3 separate regions of the Mus musculus genome follow, and all the other regions are linked to region 1. The links are chromatin contacts, called in public HiChIP or PLAC-seq and promoter capture Hi-C maps. All regions are on one chromosome and are shown on one strand. Each heading gives the region's core, a stretch centred on a gene start, on an enhancer-like site or on the middle of the called end of the contact. The rest is flanking DNA. Distances are from core to core; before and after follow the strand shown.

Region 1 (4,242 bases), core at 927-3,426:
ATATGCTCTCTCACTGGCCCGGTCAGCAAGCCCCAGGGAGTGTCACTGTCTCCCAGGAACAAAGCTGCAGTCTCCAGTGCAATCTCTCGCCTGGATTCTAGGGACCACACACAGGTACCCAGGCTTTCACAGTAAGCGCTTCCTCCGCTGAGCTACACCCCTGTCACTCTGTATACGCCTGAATTTTCAATAAACCTTGACCTTCTAAAATAACCTCTCCCTCGAACGGTCCTATCTGCAGTTTTATTCATTTGCTTGCTTGTTTGTTTGTTTGGATAAGCGGAGAACTTCATCTTCAAAGTTCAGTGTGGTCAAAATAAGAAAAGCGTGTACATCCCTTTCCCATTATTGCTGCAACAAAGCACCATAAACACAGAGGTTTAAAATAACAAAAATGCAACGTCCCCCAACAGTGGGTTGTTGGGGGTGGCTGGGATACGTCTTGGCTTCCCAAGGGAGAACGCAGGAGTTCCTCAGCTCCTCAACGCTCTGTTCCTGGCACTTTCTACCTCATTCTGACCTTAGTTTCTCCTTCACAGTCCCCTTTGAAGCTAAGTCCCCTGCCTCTCCTTTGCCCCTAAGCACATCTTTATGATTATATTGGGCATACCTGGATAAGTCAATATCATTTCTCCATCTCAAGAGTTTAGCTCAATGACATCTGTGAAGTCTCCTTTGCCATGAAAAATAATAGGTTCTGGGAATTCAATCTTTGGGTTGCATTATTCTGCCTGCCACAACCTGGGAGGAATCACCCACACACCCACACACCCACCTCTGAATGTGTGCTGAGTAACTACTTACTGTACCCTGAACCAACGCTAAGAAACATACCATCCAGCTCTGTGGCCTTGCCTGATTATATAACCGGCTTGTTGAACTGCAGGCATTATCTCCTGGCTCCCAGACATGCTGCGCGGAAAGCGTCTGCAGGCATCTCTGTCCACTTCAGGAAGATGCAGAAATTATTAGATGCTCTTTTAACTGTGACTAGACAGAAGGAAAACGCTGGAAGAAGCAGAGGAGAGAGAGAAAACAAATCCACTTGCAGCGGCTGATGTGAAGGGAGATTGGTAAACGGGAAGGCAATGTAATGAAGGTCGAGCAAACTCAAATAAATGTGTCCTTTTTCTCCCACTAATCGTCCATTCGAGAAACGTACCTTGAGGGTTTGAGTGAACTTCTGTATGAACTAAGCTAGTGAAATGCTATGTTGCGTGCTGGTGGGAGGAGTGGGAGCCAACTAAACGTTCTCCAGTAACTAGACAAGTATATGCCTCCACATTACAGAAAACCCAGCCACATAAAGGACAGAGATTTAGGGAAAATTTGTGACGGAACTCAGGATCTACCACTAAGTTACATCCTAACACCCTTTATATTTGTGCTGGAGGTCTCCATCTCTAGCTCAGGCTGGCCTTGAATTTACTTCAACAAGTGAGATAGCCTGTCCCACCTGGAGAAACCAAAAATCTGGTTTCGAATCTTGGTTGTTTATTATTTCATATAATTAAGCAGGCAAGCAGCCGCACAAACTGAGCAGCGGCAGAGGGTAGGGGGCACGCAAAAGTATGTTGTTAACCATGGTTATTCCTGAGTAATGGAACAATCCTATTTTGCCTTCATTTGTATTTCGTATGGGCTGAAAATAAAGGGGAATGGAGAATTCTGAGAGAGAATGCCTCCTAGATTGCTTACCTGGAGGTTTTTTTAGGTAGTTACAAACACGACCCAAGATGTCCCTCTAGTGGAAGGAACGCGGCTGCAACTGGCACCTGATGGAGGCTTTGTAAAATAACTTACTGAGTTCAAGACCTTTGCAAACAAGAGACTGAAACTCATAAGGTATTGTGCTTATTAAAAATTTTCAAGGCGGGGAGGGGGAGGAATACTTGCAAAAGTAGAGACAAAACCCTCACACTAGGAAAACGATGTCGATTCTGGATGCACTTGGAATACTGACAGCAACATTCTGAACTGTCGGTATTGGAGGATTACGCGGATTAGACTTCTCTGTTTGCATTTTGTTAGTTTATGCCTAGGTCTAGAGAGCCAAAGGATGGGGAACCTAAACACACGCGCGCGCACGCGCGCTAACGCTTTCTGCGCCTCTCGGCTGAGTTCGGGTAGACCTGCCCTGGGCTCGGGCACATTCCGGCCACACTTGTCCCCGCCTCGATTCCTTTTCGGCTACAATCGGTTGGCTCTCTTGAACTCGGCTCCCTTCGGCTACATCCGGCCTCTCTCAGTCGGCCATTGCAGTTACATCTGTTCTGCGCTCCTTCGGCCCTGGCGTCTCTCCCTGCGTTCGGCCAGCGTTCGGCTGGACTCGGCTCTTTCCGTCAGCGTGCGGCCGCGGTCCCGGAAGGGCGCCCATGGAGCCAGGCCTGTCGGGCGAACGGCGGAGTATGGCGCCGCTGTTGGAGTACGAGAGGCAGCAGGTGCTGGAACTGCTCGACAGCGACGGGCTGGTGGTGTGTGCCCGCGGACTCGGCACCGACCGGCTCCTCTACCATTTCCTGCGGCTTCACTGCCACCCGGCCTGCCTGGTGCTGGTGCTCAACACGCAGCCGGCCGAGGAGGTGCGACTGCGGGATGGGTAGACCCAAGGGTTTGGGGGACATCCGATGCGAGATCGGCGCGGTAGGAACGCGGAGCTGTACGGTTGCAGGGACTCCGAGCCCATGCAGATCTTAAACAGGGCACGAAAGGGAATGAATTAAGATCCCAGGGGGGAGATGCGGGGCACCTACACAGTTCCAAGTCGCTGCGAAGGAGGGAAGGGAACCCCAGGGAAATTGAAGTGGCTGCCACGACAAGGGAGGGCATTGAGTGAGGGTCCTGGAAGGAGATCCTGGACTCTGACACTGCGGGATGACTGCCAAGTATAGAATGCATCCCAAGAAAGTCTTGGGTTCCTCTATTGACATGGGAGAGCATTGAATACAGGGCCCAGACACAGTTTGAGGACACTGAGAATACGGGTCCCACACACTCCTTAACACTGAAAAGGAGAGGGGCGAGTAGGCTACACATTGAGGTAGAGTAGTGGATTGAATTGCACTGCAAAGGAGAGACGGTATCAGAATCTGGGTAGGAATAGTGTTTGAGTTTGAAGTTGGATATAAGGGTGTTTGGAGGACAGAGTGTGGTCCCTAAAAGGACAATGACGAGGATGATAGGGTCTCTGAGAGTTATTACTTTCTAGTAGAAAAGGAGACCTTGAGACTTAACAAAAGAAGAGGGATTAGGGAAATGGGGGTGGGGGTGCAGAAGTTAAAGCTAAGGGAGCGATCAATCTGGGTTACAGAGAACAGGTGATCCTGAGGACAGTGGAATGAGACATGCCTTGCTGCGGATGTTGAGAGATGTGGACATAGCCTAGCATGATGAATCTGATGATCCCCTAGGTGTAGTGGCCAGGAAGAAAATGTCAGCTGAGAAGAGTCACTAACAACTCCTTTAAAGGCTGAGGCCCTGTTGGATTCCCCAGGAATCTACAGTGCTTGGCATGGTACTTTGTGCAATGTAAGATGCCCAGAAAAGTGGCATTAGACTGAGAGACTAATGGGCCATTGGACCTATGGACATTCTGGCATCTCTCTAGGAAGTATCAATACTGATCTAACAGTCTAAAGTGTTGTCTGCAGAGAGGAATCCCTTGTCTCAAAACCCGACTTTGGCTGGAAGTAGTTTCTAGGTAGTAGAAAACTTTTTTTAAAGATTTTTTTTAATAATTTATTTATTTATTATATGTAAGTACATTGTAGCTGTCTTCAGACATTCCAGAAGAGGGAGTCAGATCTCATTATGGATGGTTGTGAGCCACCATGTGGTTGCTGGGATTTGAACTCAGGATCTTCGGAAGAGTAGAAAACTTTTAACCCAAAGTTTTAAAAGGTTCTGTGGCTTGGTGTTGAAATGGAAATAATGACTGGAGCACAATTATTTCTTAATATAAACTCCAAAGCACAACTTAACCTTACAAAACAAAACCTTAATTAAAGTGACCTGATTGACTGATGGGTATAAAAGAATAACTTAGTTTGCATGTTTGCTGTGATGTTCATAAGCTCTGAGAATGGAGACATCATTTTAAATCCCTATAGCCTATTTTAAAACTTCCCTGCCCTGTACTAAGCAGCTTACTAATGAGTTTAATTTGATTTAGGAATATTTTATCAATCAGTTGAAGATAGAAGGAGTTGAACATCTCCCTCGACGAGTGACAAATGAAATCGC
Region 2 (4,299 bases), core at 435-2,934, 1.3 Mb before region 1:
CCAAACATATATATGATATAGACGCAGACATAGGCAAAACACCTGTACACATAAAATAAATATGTAAAATTTAAAAAAGAGAATTAAATCTTGGCTGAATATATAAGACATTTTACAGAGTGGACATTTTGACTACAACTACAATACCAGGACTGTCAACTCATGAAAATAAATAGTCTGAGATAGCAGAAGCACACGTACGCCATTTCAGAAACTGCTACAATATCTGCCCTAATCACAACCAAGCCCATTAACATATTTTAAAGGAAACTCAGTCAGCAACTCAAACAATAGTTTTTAAAATAACCCATCCTGACACAACCCCACCCAGAGATACATTAATTTGGTTCTTACACGCTAAGCAATGAGAGTTGAAAACAATCATCTTTGTTTTCTGCAATTAAGCTATTATGTTCCTATAAGAGCAGAACACTTTACATGTACATTTAAGAACACCCTGTAATTCATAACATATAATAATCTCAAATTTGAGCAAAGACACTTTGGGCAGCAGCATCTGCGGGTGTCGCATGGTGTGATGGTGTGCATAATGCTAAGTGCACACACTGAGTGTTAAGGACCAAGGCGGCAAGGATGCTGTGTACTGCAGACAATACAGCACGGTGCTAATACTGCTGGAAACACTTCCAGTTGGGATGGGTTTGATTCTGAGTTAGTTTTTGATCACTGTGTGTTTTCTTTTCCTGTCTCCCATCCCATATTCAGTAGTGTGACCCCATATGTGGGCACATCTCAGTTTAAGATGCAGTGCTCTAGGAAGTGTGTCTCCCATCCAGATCTCAGCTGGCCATTATAGGCAGTGTGGGCATCCCGGCAATGCTGCTGCTAGGGAGATGTGACCCAGGCCAGGCTCTGTCCCTGTTAAACGGTGAGTCTTTATCAAGGGGTCACTAGTGTGTGACAGGCTCAGGGTTGGACTTCCTCTAATGAACACAAGCAGAATCCACTTCCTGGTAGCATCAGGATATAGACAGCTGTGGTAGTGGTGAGACAGACGGCCTAAAGTTCTCCTCTGTCTGTAATGCAGTCTGACCTCCACCTTCTCTAAAAACTTGAAATCCTAAGGCTGCAACCAAGGGCTGAGAGCTCGCCCTTTCTTTCTGTTTCTCTGTTAAAAAGCACACAAATACTAGAGATGAAACGAATTCTGTGAAATTACTCATTAACTTTTGCAAGAAAGATCAACTTGCTGGAATTTTTTATAATTGCCAAATGTGCCCCGGGCTCTTTAATACACCATCCTTAAGCTCTGTGAGGAGAATGAGAGGAAAGAAAAGGTATCGCCGAGACATCAAGGGGAAACATGGGCAGCCAGAGACTTCCCTGTTTTCTCTTTTTTAAGATGGGAAATTTAAACTGCAATCGGCATTAACTGGGTCACACACTAACCTGCTGCTGAGAGAGGCCTGAGGGACGAGCCGACCTCCACCTTCCACCCAGGTTTCATTATCTACGCTCTGTCTTTGTGACTCCAGTTCGGTATCAGGTGAATTAGGGGGAAACCAATTTCTGCATCCCTGGGATATGATGAAACTGATTATCCCCAGGCCGAGCAAAGAAGACTGCGAATAAGCAGCGCTGCTTCACATTTGGGCGCCTGTCCTGCCCTGATACCTGTTTATTTCCACCAGTTACTGACAGTGTTTCTGTTCCATACAAAGACGCTCCCCACCCCCGTCAATGACTTCAAAAGTAGAAACAGGAAGCATCCGTTTCTAGGGAAACCTGAGGTTGGAAGCTCTTCATCTTTTGGATCACAGAGCACATTCCTACACAAATGGTGGTCTATTGTATGGTGACAGCCCTTCCTCCTCATTTACCTCATCCCATTTACAAAAATTAATGCAACAATGGGAGATGATTGTTGATGCTCATTATTAAATCATTTATTCATCCCACACAATGATTCAGAATTATTCATTAAACTTACTGGAAGGAAGCAGGGTTTTTATCCCCACAGTGGCTTGGGGAGGGATGTATTCTTTAAAAGGATATTTTATAACAACACAATTATTGTAATTAAAAGCTACCCTGATCATCTGATGAGCTTCTGACATATTTTTGAGCACTGGCATTTTAGCACAAGGAGAAAACCGAGACTGAAATAGTATTAGGAAATACTATTGCTGTGGGGACAAAAGCTAGAGGCAACATTAAATACCACCTGCCACTGTCACCCCAGCTTTATCACGGTCTTTAAGTTAATACATTTTACAAAATATCACTGACTGCCTGACTTTCCAAAATGGGTTCAAGTTCTCTTGCTGTGGCTTCAGCCACTGTCCACATTCTGCCTGGTCAAGTAGCAGCCCTGCCCTGCCCCTGAGACACACATATACAGGGCTTGCCATCCAAGCCTCCCAACCTAGCAGCACGGCGCGGTTCTGTCCACACAGAAACTGCAACTGCAGATGTTGCCTGTTTGTTCTGTGTCTGATGGCCAGGCTTAGCACGCAATGGAGACCCACAGTAGGAGGGGCTTCGAGCTCTTTAGTGCTACTTGAAGTAGATTTAGGTGAGGATCCTAAGGCTAGGGGCAAAGAAGGGCTGCAGGAGAAACAGATTACTGAGTGACCTAGATGAAAGGCAGGGAGGAAAGACAAAGGCCGCACACCTTACGATGTGGAAGGCACAGGACAGACAATATGAGATGGAGTCTTCTCCATTGCGCTTGTCATAGAGTGTGTCCTGGACACCATTGAGCTCTGTCAGCGGGCCGTGGAGGGCTGGATGAGGTAAAGACTTTCCTTCCTGCCCTGCACTCCATCCACATCACAGAGGCCTTCCTGTGAGCCGAGCCCTGAGTCATACCTAAAGGCAGGGCAGATGGACCTTCAAGGAGCTGACAGTCTAGTGAGAGACTCAGCATGTCCAACTGACAAGAGCTGGATCAAGACAACGCTGACCAGGAACTGGAGGGGAGAAGAGCTTTATACCAAAAAGGTAGAAACCTGAGTTGGTCTCACAGCCAGAGCAAAAGGAAAGGACTTCTGGGAAGGGCAAGCTGAAGGAAGAGCTGGACCTTGTGCAGGGGTTGGAGAATGTACAGAGGGCCTGGCTGGAGCTGATTCAATATGAAGGAAGCAGAAAAAGGCCCCAAATGAACACAGTCCTGCCAGGCAAGGAGACCCTACTGGACCCAGAGTCCACAGGATGCAGGTCTAAAACCATCAAGAATGGAAAACACCACCAAGTTTCACGCTTACAAACCAACTTTTGGATCATAATTTGGCTTCCTATTTAGTTCTGCCTAGGGACAGGGTTGGTCCTACACAAAGGCACCAACCAGCTGTAGACATCAACCTTCACAGGATGGGGCCATGGGATTCACTTCAGAAGCACACACAGTCCTCAGGGGATGTGCTGACAAGAAACCCTGCTCCAGCTGTTGTGTCCCACAGGCTCTGGGTAGTTTTACCACACTTCCTCCACAGGCACCCTGTTAGCACTGTGGATCCTCTCAGCATCTGGACATTCTCAGAGATGGCATGTGCTCTGTCCTGGGATGGGCAGCTCAGACCCTTGTGCCACTCGAGAATGCTGACAGCATGATGAACAACCAGCAGTTGGGAACTGAGTTTGCATCATTTATATGCATCCACGTGTGGTGGAAGAACTGGATATTCTCTGATGTAAAACGGTCTCTCTGGTGGAGCAGATGCCATCCTGATATTAACTCTGCTTCCCTGGCTTCAGAAATGCTTTCCACACTAACTCAAGCATGGCCTGAGATATCAAAGGCCTTCAATAGGAGTTTCCCAACATCATCTCCACAGAACAGTTGGAGAATGTCTCTGATAACACAAGCTTTTTGTAAAATGCCCCAGAAGTACAGAAGAGCCTATTGGGTTTCACAGTGGACCATGAGTAAGAGAAGACCAGAAGTTGTTTTGTTGTTGTTTTTTTGCTTAACAAATTTTGGCTCTTGAGATAGACCACTTCCAACTTCAACTCTTGCTCCTTCCTGCAGCAACTAAATGAAGCAATTCATTTCTTACAAGGGTGTGACACAAATAAACTGTGGAACAGTCTAAGGGGGAAATCAGGGACAGGACACACAGCCACTGTCATGGCTGACGACTACTAATCACTGAGGTGAGCCACCTAGGACACACCATTTCTCAAGAGAGGGCCCCAGAAAGGGAACTAAAGAGGAGAGAGGTGGCATGGGAGAGTACCAGGGAGTGGCCATCATAATCTAAGGCTGACCTTTAAAACAGGCATCTTTACTTTGCGATTGTATACATGTGATCACACGGATGTAGTTGCAAGTCTACA
Region 3 (4,255 bases), core at 1,480-3,979, 1.5 Mb before region 1:
TGTCTGTGTCTGTGTCTGTGTCTGTGTCTCTGTGTCTGTGTCTGTGTCTGTGTCTGTGTCTGTGTCTGTGTCTGTGTCTGTGTCTGTGTCTGTGTGTCTGTGTCTGTGTCTGTGTCTGTGTCTGTGTCTGTGTCTGTGTCTGTGTCTGTGTCTGTGTCTGTGTCTGTGTCTGTGTCTGTGTCTGTGTCTGTGTCTGCACTGCTCTGGTTTTGTCTGGCCCCGATTCTGTGTGAATGCTCTACTGGGGAGCAATTATAGTCAGTCTTCAGACACTTTCTGTTTGGTGATCCATAGGCTCCTCAGGCCCCTCAGGAACATGGGCCCAGAACCAGGAAGGTCCTCCTCCTTCTCTTCACCTAGTTGTAGTCAGTGGATGCATGTCCAACCTCTCTAGTTTCAGACCCAGGAATTCAAGACCCACTAGACACAGTGAGTCTTTGTCTCAACAACAGAAGTCCTGCCTCCCTAGGCGAAGGGTCATTTAGAAAAGCTATTTTTAGAGCATGGGGGAGGCAGAATGTTAGAAAGAACCTTTTGTTTACAGCCAGGAGATCTGTGTTGAAATCTTTGTCACTGGACTTACAACATTGTGATCTCAGATAAGCCCCTCTCTCTGAGTCTTAGTGACCCCTTTCATAGGGTGAAAGTCCTGGAAGCAACTTTGTGGAATATGTTAGCAACTGGAATGAGACTGTGGTCAGCACAGAACATTAGGAGCCCCATTTGAGGCTGCCATAGAGGTGGATGTGGTAGAGGAGAAAATGGGTGGTGGTGGGGAGGGTGGGAAGAATGATCAAAGTCAAAACTGAGCTTGACCCTCCAGTATAAATGCCCAACCACAGTTGAAAACAAAGCCAGTTCTATGACAGTCAGGGTTGCATATACCATTTCCAGTAATAGAGCAGCTAGAAAGACTAGTAAGGTAACTGAACCTGAGCAATATTATAACACAGTTAAGCATAGCATAAATAGATATAGAGATAGAAAGTTATATAGATAGATATAGATAAGTGTATAGATGCTATAGATATAGCTACATATCAGATGGAGCACTCCACCAAATAGAATACACACTTGTGTTAGTCTGCGCTTTGTTACTGTAACAGTATTTAAGGCAATTGGCTTATAGAGTAGAGAGACTTGTTTGTTTTGTAGGTTTCAACCAATAGTAAGGTAGACCTATGGCTCTTGGGCCTGTGCAGAGACAGGATGCAATGGTTCTAGCAAGCTGCCTGCCTCATGGTGCTGGGAAGCAAAGAGAATTAGGGAAACACTGTGACCCCATAATTCTCTTCCATTCTGCCTTACTTGCTAAAGGTCCTGTGACCTTTCCTATTAGGGCCAAGCCTTTAACACATGAGCCTTTGTGGATCCTATAGATATATATATATTCTAGCTTGATTCCAAGCTAGAAAAAATGTCTTCCCAAATTCACATGAGACAATCTCCAGGTTAGACCATGTCTCAATAAAATTTTAAAACTCAAATCATACTATTTCCTTTGTCCATGTAGAATAATTTGTATAATTTGCAGCTTTCATGGTGAACAAGATACTCCATGAAGGAGAGAGCTATGTCTGTTTTTTCAGCTCCTCTGTCTCTTATGCTTTGCATTGTATGTGCCTTGTAGAAGGTCCTAGCTGGACACTTGTTCTATGAACAGATGAGTGATAGATAGGGGGAGGACTAGAGGACCAGCAGAGATGATATGCAGGAGAGTCACATAGATAGTCATTTCCAACAGTGCAGTAAATGGTCTGTAATTAGAACATGTGACCCAGTATAGAGACACCTGCTTTGGCCCTGCAGGATCACTGGCCTTAGCACTGTGGGGAACAGAGCAGAACCAGGGTGTTGCTACTCTGTACTCCTGTCTGGGTTTGGGACCTTTTCCTGTGGAGTACCACGGGATACACAGGCCAATTTGATGGCTCAGAATTGTTGATTGTGTTTTCAATCCTGAATACATCACTCAGGTTGCTTGTCCCCTGGAAGGAGATCACCACCTTGGCCGAGTGTACAAGTGCCAGGGCTGCTTACCTGAGGGTTAGTGTGTGTGTGTGTGTGTGTGTGTGTGTGTGTGTGTGTGTGTGTGTGTGTGTGTGCATGAAGATAGAATGCTTTTCACTCTGGAGGCTGTGAGAACATGAAGGTTGTAGAGTTTTTCAAAAACCACTGGCCTATGCTACAAGCTCAGGAAGCTGACAAGCTCTGAGCAGGGGTGCTCAGGGAAGGCTCCTCTCCCTGGAGAGCCATAGTCCCTACTTTCAGGTTAATGGAGCTGTGGCAGGTTAGGCACTGTGTACCCTAAGTCGTACCATAAGGCAGAGCTGCCATATAGCCAAAATGCCCTCAAATGCATCTTAAGTAGTTTTCATGGGCATTGAGTGAGTCAGTGTACATGAACATGGAGCTGTGCAGTTAATGTCCTCAGGAAATGAATTTGCATTTGAGGTTTCCTATTCTGATGGTGCTGCAGATGGAGCCCAGGCACTGGCTTATGCTAGGCAAGTGCTCTGCCACTGACCCATGCCTCCATGTAGTGCAGCTTACATCTTGCTTGTCTTAGACTGCTTGTCCTAGTGACCATCTCTGTTGCCATGATAAATACCATGACCAAAAGCAACCTGGGGAGAAAAGGCTTATTGACTTATGTGTTACTGCCCATCATCCGGGAACTCAGGCAGCAGCTTGAAGCAGAAACCACAGAGGAGCAATGCTTGCTAGCTTGCTTCCTCTCATTCTCTACCTCCCTGTTACAACCCAGACCCATCTACCCGGGAATGACGTCTGTCGCAGACTGGTCCTCTTGCTTCAGTTAGCAATTAAGAACGTGCCTCATAGACATGCTCACAGGCCAGACCAATGGAAACAGTTCCTCAGTTGTGTCAAGTTGAACACTGAATTAAAGCACAAATGCATTATATGCAGTATTTTGGAGACATCTAAAGAGGGTATCTGTACCTGGCATCTGAGTTTTTCTAATTTATTATTTTATATTGTCTCTCCCTCAATCCCAAGTCACTTTCAAAACCACAGGTATTGCTTCTGTGAGCTATTGTGTAGAAATGGAGATCAAGGTCAGAAATCAGGCAGTGTAGAGGAGGTGGTACCATAGGGTGGCCTCCCGTGGCTCCCTGCTACTGCTCCTTTATCAGATGTGGCTGAGTTTCAGCTGCATCCTAGGTCAAGGCCACTTAGCTGGTAAGAACTGAAGATCAAACATTTTATTCTTGAGAATACACTACATATGTAAGTTTAAATAAATACATATACATATACATATATGTGTGTGTGCCTTATATATATATTCTCATATTCATATATGTATATATATATATCATATGAATATGAGATATATATATATATATATAAAGGCATAAAAAACACATATATATATATGTGTGTGTGTATGTGTGTGTGTGTATATATATATATATATGTATATATATATATATCTCCTTTCTGGTATATATTTCTTCTGGTATATTTTACCTTCTTTTGATCATTCTTTTCTATATGTTTCTTTAGAAATTATCTTGAATCTTGGATAATACATGTTTGTTGTATAAGTGTCTTATTTGAAATGCCTTTTATTGGAGAAAATAGTCCCTTAGCCTGCTTTTGTTTTTTTGTTTTTGTTTGTATTTTGTTTTTTGGTTTCTTTTGCAAATAAAAATGGCCCCTCTCATCTCTTTATTCTGGTCAGATCAAATCGGGCACTGATCAATGTCTGGATCCCGTCTGTGTTTCTCCGAGGCAAAGCAGCCAATGCGTTCCATGTGTATCAGGTAAGTGCCTGGGCTTTGTGTAGACATCATGGTTGTGGAGCCATGGTGCTTTGCATGTTGGCACCATTTCCTGCCTAGTGCTAGTGTTGCTGTTGATTTCTGTCTGTGGCTTGATGGCTGTTTCCCAGCAGCACCGTATACTCAGCCTTCTGCATGGCTTCAGCCAAGGCCTGGACCATATCATAGTCCTTCTTGGATCTCTGGTCTATGGCTGAATCTTGGGGTTAGGTGATGGATTTTGATTTTCATAGCTGGCCCAATCTGGCTCCCTGTACCCACTGCTGGTACCTGGGTTGGCACTGATCTCACTCAACCACATGTCTGAGAGTGGGCAGATGGGACATGATGCCCGAAATGAAACAAGACTATGCTTTTGTTGTTGTTTTAAGGATGTTGGTATATAGCCTAGGCTGGCCTTGAATTTGCAAGTGTGTGGAGTACAGGCATGTGCTACCATGCCCAGT

Evidence for each region. Promoter capture Hi-C pulls out the DNA fragments that hold promoters and counts their contacts. HiChIP or PLAC-seq counts read pairs in DNA pulled down with a chosen protein or histone mark.
Region 2: a contact with region 1 is called in a promoter capture Hi-C map of hippocampal neurons, with 11 times the contacts expected there. The contact joins the enhancer-like site here to the promoter of Ercc4 in region 1. A contact is called at or near these places in 2 of 39 promoter capture datasets (3T3-L1-derived adipocytes and hippocampal neurons), 2 of 115 datasets of contacts at active chromatin or transcription factors (astrocytes and embryonic stem cells) and 1 of 9 other capture datasets (embryonic stem cells).
Region 3: an H3K27ac HiChIP or PLAC-seq map of acute myeloid leukemia shows a contact between it and region 1, with 22 times the contacts expected there. The contact joins the enhancer-like site here to the promoter of Ercc4 in region 1. A contact is called at or near these places in 8 of 39 promoter capture datasets (the 3T3-L1 cell line, 3T3-L1-derived adipocytes, cranial neural crest and 4 more) and 4 of 115 datasets of contacts at active chromatin or transcription factors (acute myeloid leukemia, astrocytes, embryonic midbrain and 1 more).

What each region holds. Positions count from the first base shown.
Region 1 is chr16:13,107,560-13,111,801 of GRCm38.p6, forward strand. It overlaps Ercc4 (excision repair cross-complementing rodent repair deficiency, complementation group 4), which reads left to right and starts at 2,177. Exons shown (of 11, transcript NM_015769.2): 1 at 2,177-2,582; 2 at 4,172-4,242. The coding sequence starts at 2,376.
Region 2 is chr16:11,823,322-11,827,620 of GRCm38.p6, forward strand. The region is part of intron 3 of Cpped1 (calcineurin-like phosphoesterase domain containing 1); the gene reads right to left. Among named protein-coding and RNA genes, the nearest start is that of 4833415N18Rik, 46 kb to the left of the region's middle. Within about 2 kb of position 1,685, at least 30 of the 459 cell types and tissues checked have an H3K27ac peak or open chromatin away from gene starts, as enhancers often do. A contact at or near this core is called in hippocampal neurons, where this site is marked.
Region 3 is chr16:11,656,837-11,661,091 of GRCm38.p6, forward strand. It overlaps Snx29 (sorting nexin 29), which reads left to right. Exons shown (of 21, transcript NM_028964.4): 18 at 3,710-3,791. Among named protein-coding and RNA genes, the nearest start is that of Gm32100, 75 kb to the left of the region's middle. Within about 2 kb of position 2,730, at least 37 of the 459 cell types and tissues checked have an H3K27ac peak or open chromatin away from gene starts, as enhancers often do. A contact at or near this core is called in acute myeloid leukemia and pre-B cells, where this site is marked.